3 separate regions of the Zea mays genome follow, and regions 2 and 3 are each linked to region 1. Evidence: chromatin contacts called from public Hi-C data. All regions are on one chromosome and are shown on one strand. The core of a region is the stretch at or near the end of the contact, and the rest is flanking DNA. Distances in the headings are between cores, read along the strand shown.

Region 1 (2,700 bases), core at 130-2,629:
CGAATAGATGATAATAAATATAGACATACACGCAAACTACATTCATAGATTAATTAATGAATGTATATTAAGTCTAAAACAAATTATATTTTTGGGATGTATGGAGTATAAAATAGATGAAAAGCTATAACGATAGTTTATAAAATGTAGTGTAGGTATGAAAAGGGATTATCTAATTTTTTTAGTTGGACCTTCTAAATACACAATTATCTTGACTTAATCCTACACCAAGCAGTCTAGTATTCAGTGGCATTTCACGAGTCGTGCTTGTCAAAAAATTTAAGCGATCAAATGCTGGATTGTTGATTTTATGATTGTATTGTCCGTTCAACAACCCACCTCGAGACTTCGTTGATAAGTCTTAAGGTCATAGCCTTGAACACAAAAAATTACAAGCTACAAGATAATTAGCACAATATTCTTTCTATGTTGCCATTTTTAGATAATTTTTTTATTTTTTTATAAATATATTCGTATATATACAGCATATATGCTGGACACGTGGAGTATGTAGGGCATACCTAGCATACCCCTAGTTACGCCACTGATACAACATAATAGCACACATTCTAGGTTAGACACCTGGGCTCAATACTAGCGTGCACAGCCGTGGGCGGCAGCCTGGCCTGTTTTATTTGGGTTTATGACCGTTAGAATCGACTTGTGCAAGCTAAACGTTTCGTTTATCAGTCTGTTTCTGTGAGAATCGTTTTTGTAAAAACAGTCTAAATGAATGTGAATGTAGAATATGTCGAGTCGTCATGACGGAAGAAATCCATCGCTTTCTAAACACTAAATCGTGTAGACCTTTTAATCTTATTCCGCACGTAAGCCCCACGATATTTAAATTCTTGTAACAGCTAGATTATCCAGTAATTCAGATTCTCAGAAAAAGCTTTTAAGAAAAAAAGGGCTCAAAGTATAGTATGTAAGACCATGATAGATTTCATATTTGTGTTTAAAATATACCACATAATCAGAAAAGAAAAATGAAATATTGATTAAAGTTGTCTCTCATGGTGAAGAGTTTTATTCAGCACTATTTGTATAGGTAACATGCGAGAGCCTATTTCATATTTTTTTATCAATGGCTTGTCATGTTATCTAAATTGCTGACATGATACATTATTTTAATGTGAATAAAACTTCTATAAAACTACATTTTGACTGGCCTAGCGAGCGGTTAGCGGTGGCAAGCCCGGTCAAAGATTCCACGTGCATTCATGGCGGCCCGTCACGGCCCGGCCGAACATCTGGCCCTTGCCATGCTCCGACACATTTGTATAAAAATAACGCGCACGGATCCAGCTACTGGCCGCCATCCTTGGTCGTGGGCTCGTGGCGCTGCCAGCGGCAGGGTCGCGATAAATGGGCGCCGGCCGGACTCGACCGAACAGCAGAAGCAGCACACGCCCGGCACGGCAAGAATTGAAAACGGACGCCCTGAGGCTGGCCGGCGCAGAGGGCGCACGCGGCCAGAGCCGCATCGAGCGAGGCAAGTGCAAGTGCAAGTGCAATGCAATGCAATGCAGCATCGTACGTGCCCATCCATCTTTGCCATGGGCAGTAGTAACAGTAACTTCACTTGTCACAGTACATTTTGCTAGCAATGCATGTAATCGATCCAACTCGCTGTACATTTTTCCTTTTTTTAAACGGGCAAAAGTTATTTATTAGTTCTAGTTTGGTAACCCTATTTTTTTCAAGGGATTATTCTTTTCTTAATTAAAATTAGTTCATTTTCCCTTATAAAATAGGAATCCTTTGAAAAGTAGAGTTCCCAAACTAGCCTAAAAAAATTTAGAAAAAAGTTTTTTAAAAAAGAGAGAAGGGTACACGATCTAGAGGACCGCGAGTCGCATCCCATCCCATCCCGTCCCGGACAGGTGCGCGTTGCTGATGTCCGGCCGCATCCCGTACCTGTTGATGATCATGTCCGTGAAGGACGGGATGAGCGCGAACATGCTGCATTTGACCACCACACGATGTCGATGGCGATGGGGCTGATCACGGCCGCATCCTGTAGCTGCCTCAGCTGATGAGCTGGCCACAAGCTCATTCTGTTTGCTGTCGTCGGACCTGCTGGCGCGAGCGCGTGCGTGCTCGAACGAGACGAATGGCACTGTGGAGTGTGCGTGAGACTGTGAGAGTGAGCTCAACACTCAGCTGCTAAAAGCGAGTGTGATCTTCTGAGCGGGAGAGGAAGGAGAAGGAATGGCTAGTTTTTAAAGCCGGTGGGATCAGCAAGGGGATTATCGACGCATCTTGGTGGGCCACGAGGGTCTTTACTCGTCCACGCTAGCGAGCTGCCGCATCGGCATGGTTCACCGATAAATCTGATGAAATCATGTCGCTAATCAAATTTATGCAGTTGTGTGAACTTTTTCTCACTAAGCAACTATTGAGATATAGTGTTCATAGCTCAGTAAAAGGGCAGGTTGCCATGTTTTTACATGTGGTAGGTCATAACCAAAGGTTTAGAGTTATACACATGACCTTTCGAAGGTCTATTGAGACCATCAGTAGATACTTCGGGGAAAGTATTGTATGTTGTTGGTGAACTGAGGAATGAAATGATCTTGCCACCTTCAACTGCTACACCAACCAAAATTAGAGATAGCCACAAATGGTACCCCTATTTCAAGGTCAGCCAAATCCAAACACATCACTTCTTTTCATGTTGGGTTTGTAGTAACAAAT
Region 2 (2,809 bases), core at 157-2,656, 610 kb after region 1:
CGAGCACCATGCTCATGAAACATGACCGTGAACTTGTCATCAAGTTGTTTAAACATTGAATAAACACAAACAAAGTCAAAAAATCATGAAACTTGTCCACATGTCATAATATCATATGTAGAGGTTGTGATAAAAATTTGAGAATATTTCTAGAAAGTTGTAACGCACTATGTGTAGAAACCTAACTAGCGTAACATGAAATCATAGAGTTTCAATGTGGACCGGCTAGGTTTCTACACATAGTGCGTCACAACTTTCTTGAAATATTCTCAAATTTTTATCACAGCCTATCTACATATGATATCATGACATGTGGACAAGCTTCATGATTTTCTAACTTTGTTTGTGTTTTATACAGTTTTTAAACAATTGGATGACAAGTTCACCGTCATGTTTAGTGAGCATAGTGATCGAAGATTCTAGTATGTTCCTGAAATCGATCGTAACTTGTGCTAAATAACATGAATATCATTTTTGCATGCACGATTTTTCATGTTTCGAGTGACTTGCAATTCAAATCTAAATTTTTCGAAGAAATTCAATTAAACGAACTAAATCTAATAGCTATAGCAAACACTTTTATAATTGTGCAAAAATGGAACATATAGGTCTACATAGTGTAGAAACATACCACAAAAATTTTGGTTGGGAAAAGAAAAAAATAAAAATATACTTTGCCGAGTGTCCAATAATGACACTCGGCAAAGTAGCTTCTTTGCTGAGTGCCAAAGGTAACGACCGTCAGCTATAGACGACTGCTAACGTCCCTTTACCGAGCGTTGACTTTTATCAAGTGTTTAGCACTCAGCAAAGCTGTCTTTGCTGAGTGTCTTCCTGTGCCGAGAGTCCTGCTCTCGGTAAACGTAGTCGTTATCGAGAGTGGAACTTTACCGAATGTGGCATCTGGCAAAGAGCCGAATTCCAGTAATACATCATCCTATTCCTTATCCACCGTCAACGTTTTCTTTCACGTTGTCATGGTTACGGTCGACACCTCCCTTCCGCATAATGCATGGTAGCCTTAGCCAGAGCTAGCATATAGTAATAACCTAGTGATAACTTGAGCTACGAAGACCAAGAAAGACTTTTCTCGCCTTGCCCTAGCGGTCCCCTGCCACTGCCAGCAACCGTGAGAGCGATGTGGAAAGGGCTCTAGCCTGTAGGCCGTGCGTAGCTGAAGGTGGTGGCCCCACTGGAAATCCCGTCGGAGCCAATCACAAGCGCCTGCCCCGCATCCTGCGCTACCCTTCGACCAATCACGTTGCAGATAAGACCCGCAGGTAGTGGTGCCCTTGCGCGACACCAAAAGTGCAAGCAAAGTGCAGCCGGCGGGGCCCAGAAAGCGCGCAAGATGGGCCCATCTTCTCCTTCGGTTCTATAAAACCGAGCACCGCGATATTTTCAGCACATTTTTTCCCTAACATCTACAGTACATACAAAAACTCAGAGTGTACGTCGGCACATGTGGATACTATAGGTCCCATCCTACTACATTCAGCGTAGAAGAAGCCATCACTGAGTAGCACGCCGGCACACCGCTTTGAAGGGAAATGATTGCCACGACCACGACCGGCAGCTCGGCGAAGGCGGCGGCGGTGGGTGGCAAGGAGGCGCGCGCCTGTGACGCGTGCCTGCGCCGGCGGGCCAGGTGGTACTGCGCAGCGGACGACGCGTTCCTGTGCCAAGTCTGCGACACGTCGGTGCACTCCGCGAACTCGCTCGCGCGGCGTCACGAGAGGCTGCGTCTGCGCCCCACGTCTCCGCTGCAGACGCCGCCGCCTCCCACGCCGGCGTCAGCGAATCGCGAGAGCCACGACGAGGTGGTGCCGGCGTGGTTCAAGCGCAAGGCGCGCACCCCGCGCGGTGGGCGCGCCAAAAGCGATGTGCGGACGTTGTCGCGGCGCCTCGTTGTGCCCCATGCGGCGGGCGGGGACTCGCCAGATGGTCGGAACGACGAGGGGGAGTTCGAGGCCGAGGAGCCGGAGGAGGAGGTGCTTTACCGCGTGCCTGTCTTTGACCCTGCCCTGGCAGAGTTCTGCTCGCCCCAGCCTCTTGAGGACGCGGCCGCTCTCGCGTCGTCCTGCAACGAAGACGGCGCCGTCGAGGACCCGGCGAAGACAGATCGAGAGACACCTGCAGCGGCGCCGCTGGTGCAGTTTTTCCCCGACGGAGGTCATGCCAACTTCGGGCCGACCGACGCCGAGCTCAGGGAGTTCGCCGCGGACATGGAGGCCTTGCTCGGGTACGGCCTGGACGACGGCAACGAGGAGAGCTCGTCGTTCTGCATGGAGACGCTGGGCCTCCTGGAACCGGTGGAAGTGGGTGAAGACGCGTCGCGAGTCAAGGTGGAGACTGACGCCGGCAGTGCCTGCGAAGCCAGTGGCACGCTGGCGTGCGCCCTCGAGCTGCTGGACCCAGATGCATCTGACGAGATGCTGGACATCGACTTCAACTACGGCTCGCCTCAGGACACGACGACGACCGAGAATGCCGCGAGCAGCAGCCACACGGGAACCGACGGCCAGTTCTTGCAGACGAGCCTCTCGCTCACCCTCAACTACGAGGCCATCATCCAGAGCTGGGGGAGCTCGCCGTGGACCGGCGGCGCCGAACGACCACATGTCAAGCTCGACGACAGCTGGCCCCACGACTGCACGGTACGTTCAATTCCCGGGCCCCGCCACATCATCGAGATCCCTGACTTTTTGAGTGCATGCACGGCTTCGCTCGATCGGAGTGATTGTGTTAACGTCGAATTCAATTCTTGTTCTAAATACAGAACATGTGGGTTGTGGGACGAGGAATGGTC
Region 3 (2,700 bases), core at 167-2,666, 850 kb after region 1:
ATTATTATCGTTGCTATTTACGTTATAATTTGCGAAGATGCGGAACTGAACCGTGATATAATTATTCTGGTTTCACTGTCACGATATTAAAGGGTATCTTTTCGTATTCGAGGAAGGAAGGCATAACTTGGTTATGCAATCCATCATGTAGAAGTAGAAGTCTCCGTGCATTGGTTGGAACGGAACTGCACCGCCCTCTTGCAAAAAGGTTAGGTTTCGTCGTGTACCTACCTGTATGATTGCATCGTGGGTGATGTCCCGAGTCCCGACGAGCAAGACATCATGAGTTGAATATGCGTCTGGCCAAGCGATCATCAAACGACAGATTTTGTAACATAAGATTATTCATATTACTAATTAACCACACAGAAGCAAAACGAACTGATTACTAAGGTCCCGTGTTCAGTTTCCATGTTTATATTAAACGTGCTACTCCAAGCACGACTCCAAGCACGAGTCAAGTCTGAATAGCCACGCCAGGCTTAAATTATTCATCCACGAAACGGCGCGCCCGTTAATAATACAGTGTATAGTATATATTTTATAACGTCGCAAGGTCACATGTAACCAATTAAAATATTAGTTATATAATAACTATTTTTATAATATAAGAATATAAGTCGTACATTTAATATTGTATCCACCTCTTTATCTCATACTTTATCTCATAGTGTTTTGGAGTCTTTAACAGATCACCTTTATCTACTAGTGAATAGCATATTTTCTTCTCTCTATATCTCTTTTTTCATATCACTATAAATCTAATATATGTAATATGACACCTTTTGCAGCCTGATTATATTACCTTATTATACTTGCTCTAATCAGATTAAAATCAATTGTTCGGGCTGCTGCATCTATAATCCATAGAGACAAAACACTGTAGAAACAACTTCTACAGTAGAAGCTGTTTTGGATTAAAGCCAAGAGAACAGTAGAAGCCTTTACATTTCTTAGAGCCCGCATATACACTTTATTATAGTTGCTCTATTCAGCATGACCATTATTCTGGATAGGTATATACTCCCTCCATCCAAGGATGATCTACCTATATCCCACTCAAATCATGCGCAACAACCGTTTCAGAAATTTTCAGCCCACAACGTACATATAGGGCCTGATTGGTTACCCTGATGAGACCGAACTCGGCTCCGGAGGTACAACATCTTTATACGTTCTCGTGTTTGGTTCTCCAGCCTGGCTCTAGCGATACAAGTTATGCTTGTTTGGATGACTGCATTTATAGCTGGACCTGGCTTAGATGATGCAAAACTGATAAGTGAGCTTGGCTCATAAGATACAGGATTTATTTGCGTTTCTCTGGAGCCTGGCTCACATAAACCTGCTCTAGATCAGCCAGGTCACGAAGACACAAGCCAGGATGTCTCCGTCCGAAAACCAAACAGGCCCATATAAGTCGCCTCTTCCACTTGCACATGTACCTCTTCCCATTCTCTTCTAGTGGATGGGAAGTGCCGAGCCGGAGACCAGAACTGAAGTTGTACTCTAGTTTTACTGTGTACAAGATCATTAATTGTTCGCCTGATTGGATGACTGTACCCACACGTACAATCTCGCGCGAGCCTGGCCAACCGCGTACGTCCGTTTTAGACGTACGTGTGGATGCAGCTAACATAACTTATTTTGCGTCTGTCCATGCAGCCTGCGCTTCACACGTGCAACCAACCAAACACAAACTCAGATAAAGTCAACACACGTGGTGACATGGGACGAGACGGTGCAGCTAACCAATCATATGGACATATGTATGCAAGGAGGAGTCATCCCAACGACTCCTATGCAGCATGCGTGCATGCATGTAACAAGGAGTTAACATGCAGCACAAAGAATAGGTAGATTATCCTTGGACTACTTTAACACTTAAAATAGATAGTCCAGTCTTGGACGGATCGAGTATATCATTATGATGTACAAGTCAATGATGATAGTCATAGTGAGTCCGCGATGAGTCGCCCACTGCTGTGCATCTAGCCCTCAGCACGATCGTAATGCATCATATAAGATGATAAAATTTTGGTAAACAACAAGGAAAGAGGTGAATGCACCGAGATTTGCCTAGGATAAAACACTATGTTAATGTTGTTAGATGATACTCGCTTGACGACCATCTCCCGTCCTAGCACTCGATCGAATCATCCATCGTTAGGTTCATCGACCAGCATCACTTTGAGATCAATTCGGTTCTTGTCCTCCACATCACGTGATCAACTAGTGTACCTAATGAAATGTGTGATGCACATGAACGAATGCAGATAAAAATAGCACAAGATAGGTAATATTACCCGAAGTATATCAAACGCTTATAGCAAGGCATCACAATTCTAATACGAAAACACTAAATACTTTTAACTCTCTAACACAACAATCTTGATCTTCCAGGTACTCGGACCTAATTCAAACATCTGGCAACAACAGCCATACATACGTTCTATGCCCTCCTTAGCTAAAGAATAACACCGAACATTAACAAAACATATATTCATTAATCTAGGATACCTAGGACTTAGAATAACAAACAATAGCATGTCAAGTAACTTTAGAATTACTCCACTAAACTATTATGCATAGCATACCAACTAAACAAGCATCGCATCATCACATATGATCGAATTTCCCCAAGACTATACAATATAAAAATAAACATTTGCTAACAAGGTAACACAACACTCATAAACAAAT

The links. A called contact is a pair of places that touch in the nucleus more often than the background predicts.
Region 2: a Hi-C map of tassel shows a contact between it and region 1, with 5 times the contacts expected there. The contact joins the promoter of LOC100283083 here to the enhancer-like site in region 1. A contact is called at or near these places in 2 of 25 Hi-C or Micro-C datasets (ear and tassel).
Region 3: a contact with region 1 is called in a Hi-C map of tassel, with 7 times the contacts expected there. The contact joins two enhancer-like sites. A contact is called at or near these places in 2 of 25 Hi-C or Micro-C datasets (ear and tassel).

Annotation. Positions count from the first base shown.
Region 1 is chr9:33,391,417-33,394,116 of Zm-B73-REFERENCE-NAM-5.0, forward strand. No RefSeq gene overlaps it. Among protein-coding and RNA genes, the nearest start is that of LOC100274657, 41 kb to the left of the region's middle. Within about 2 kb of position 1,380, at least 15 of the 20 cell types and tissues checked have an H3K27ac peak or open chromatin away from gene starts, as enhancers often do. A contact at or near this core is called in ear and tassel, where this site is marked.
Region 2 is chr9:33,999,501-34,002,309 of Zm-B73-REFERENCE-NAM-5.0, forward strand. LOC100283083 (zinc finger protein CONSTANS-LIKE 16) reads left to right here and starts at 1,407. Exons shown (of 2, transcript NM_001155985.2): 1 at 1,407-2,657; 2 at 2,780-2,809. The coding sequence starts at 1,551.
Region 3 is chr9:34,239,570-34,242,269 of Zm-B73-REFERENCE-NAM-5.0, forward strand. LOC103638229 (a long non-coding RNA gene) reads right to left here. Exons shown (of 3, transcript XR_558633.4): 3 at 1,859-2,238. Among protein-coding and RNA genes, the nearest start is that of LOC103638229, 3.8 kb to the right of the region's middle. Within about 2 kb of position 1,417, at least 13 of the 20 cell types and tissues checked have an H3K27ac peak or open chromatin away from gene starts, as enhancers often do. A contact at or near this core is called in ear and tassel, where this site is marked.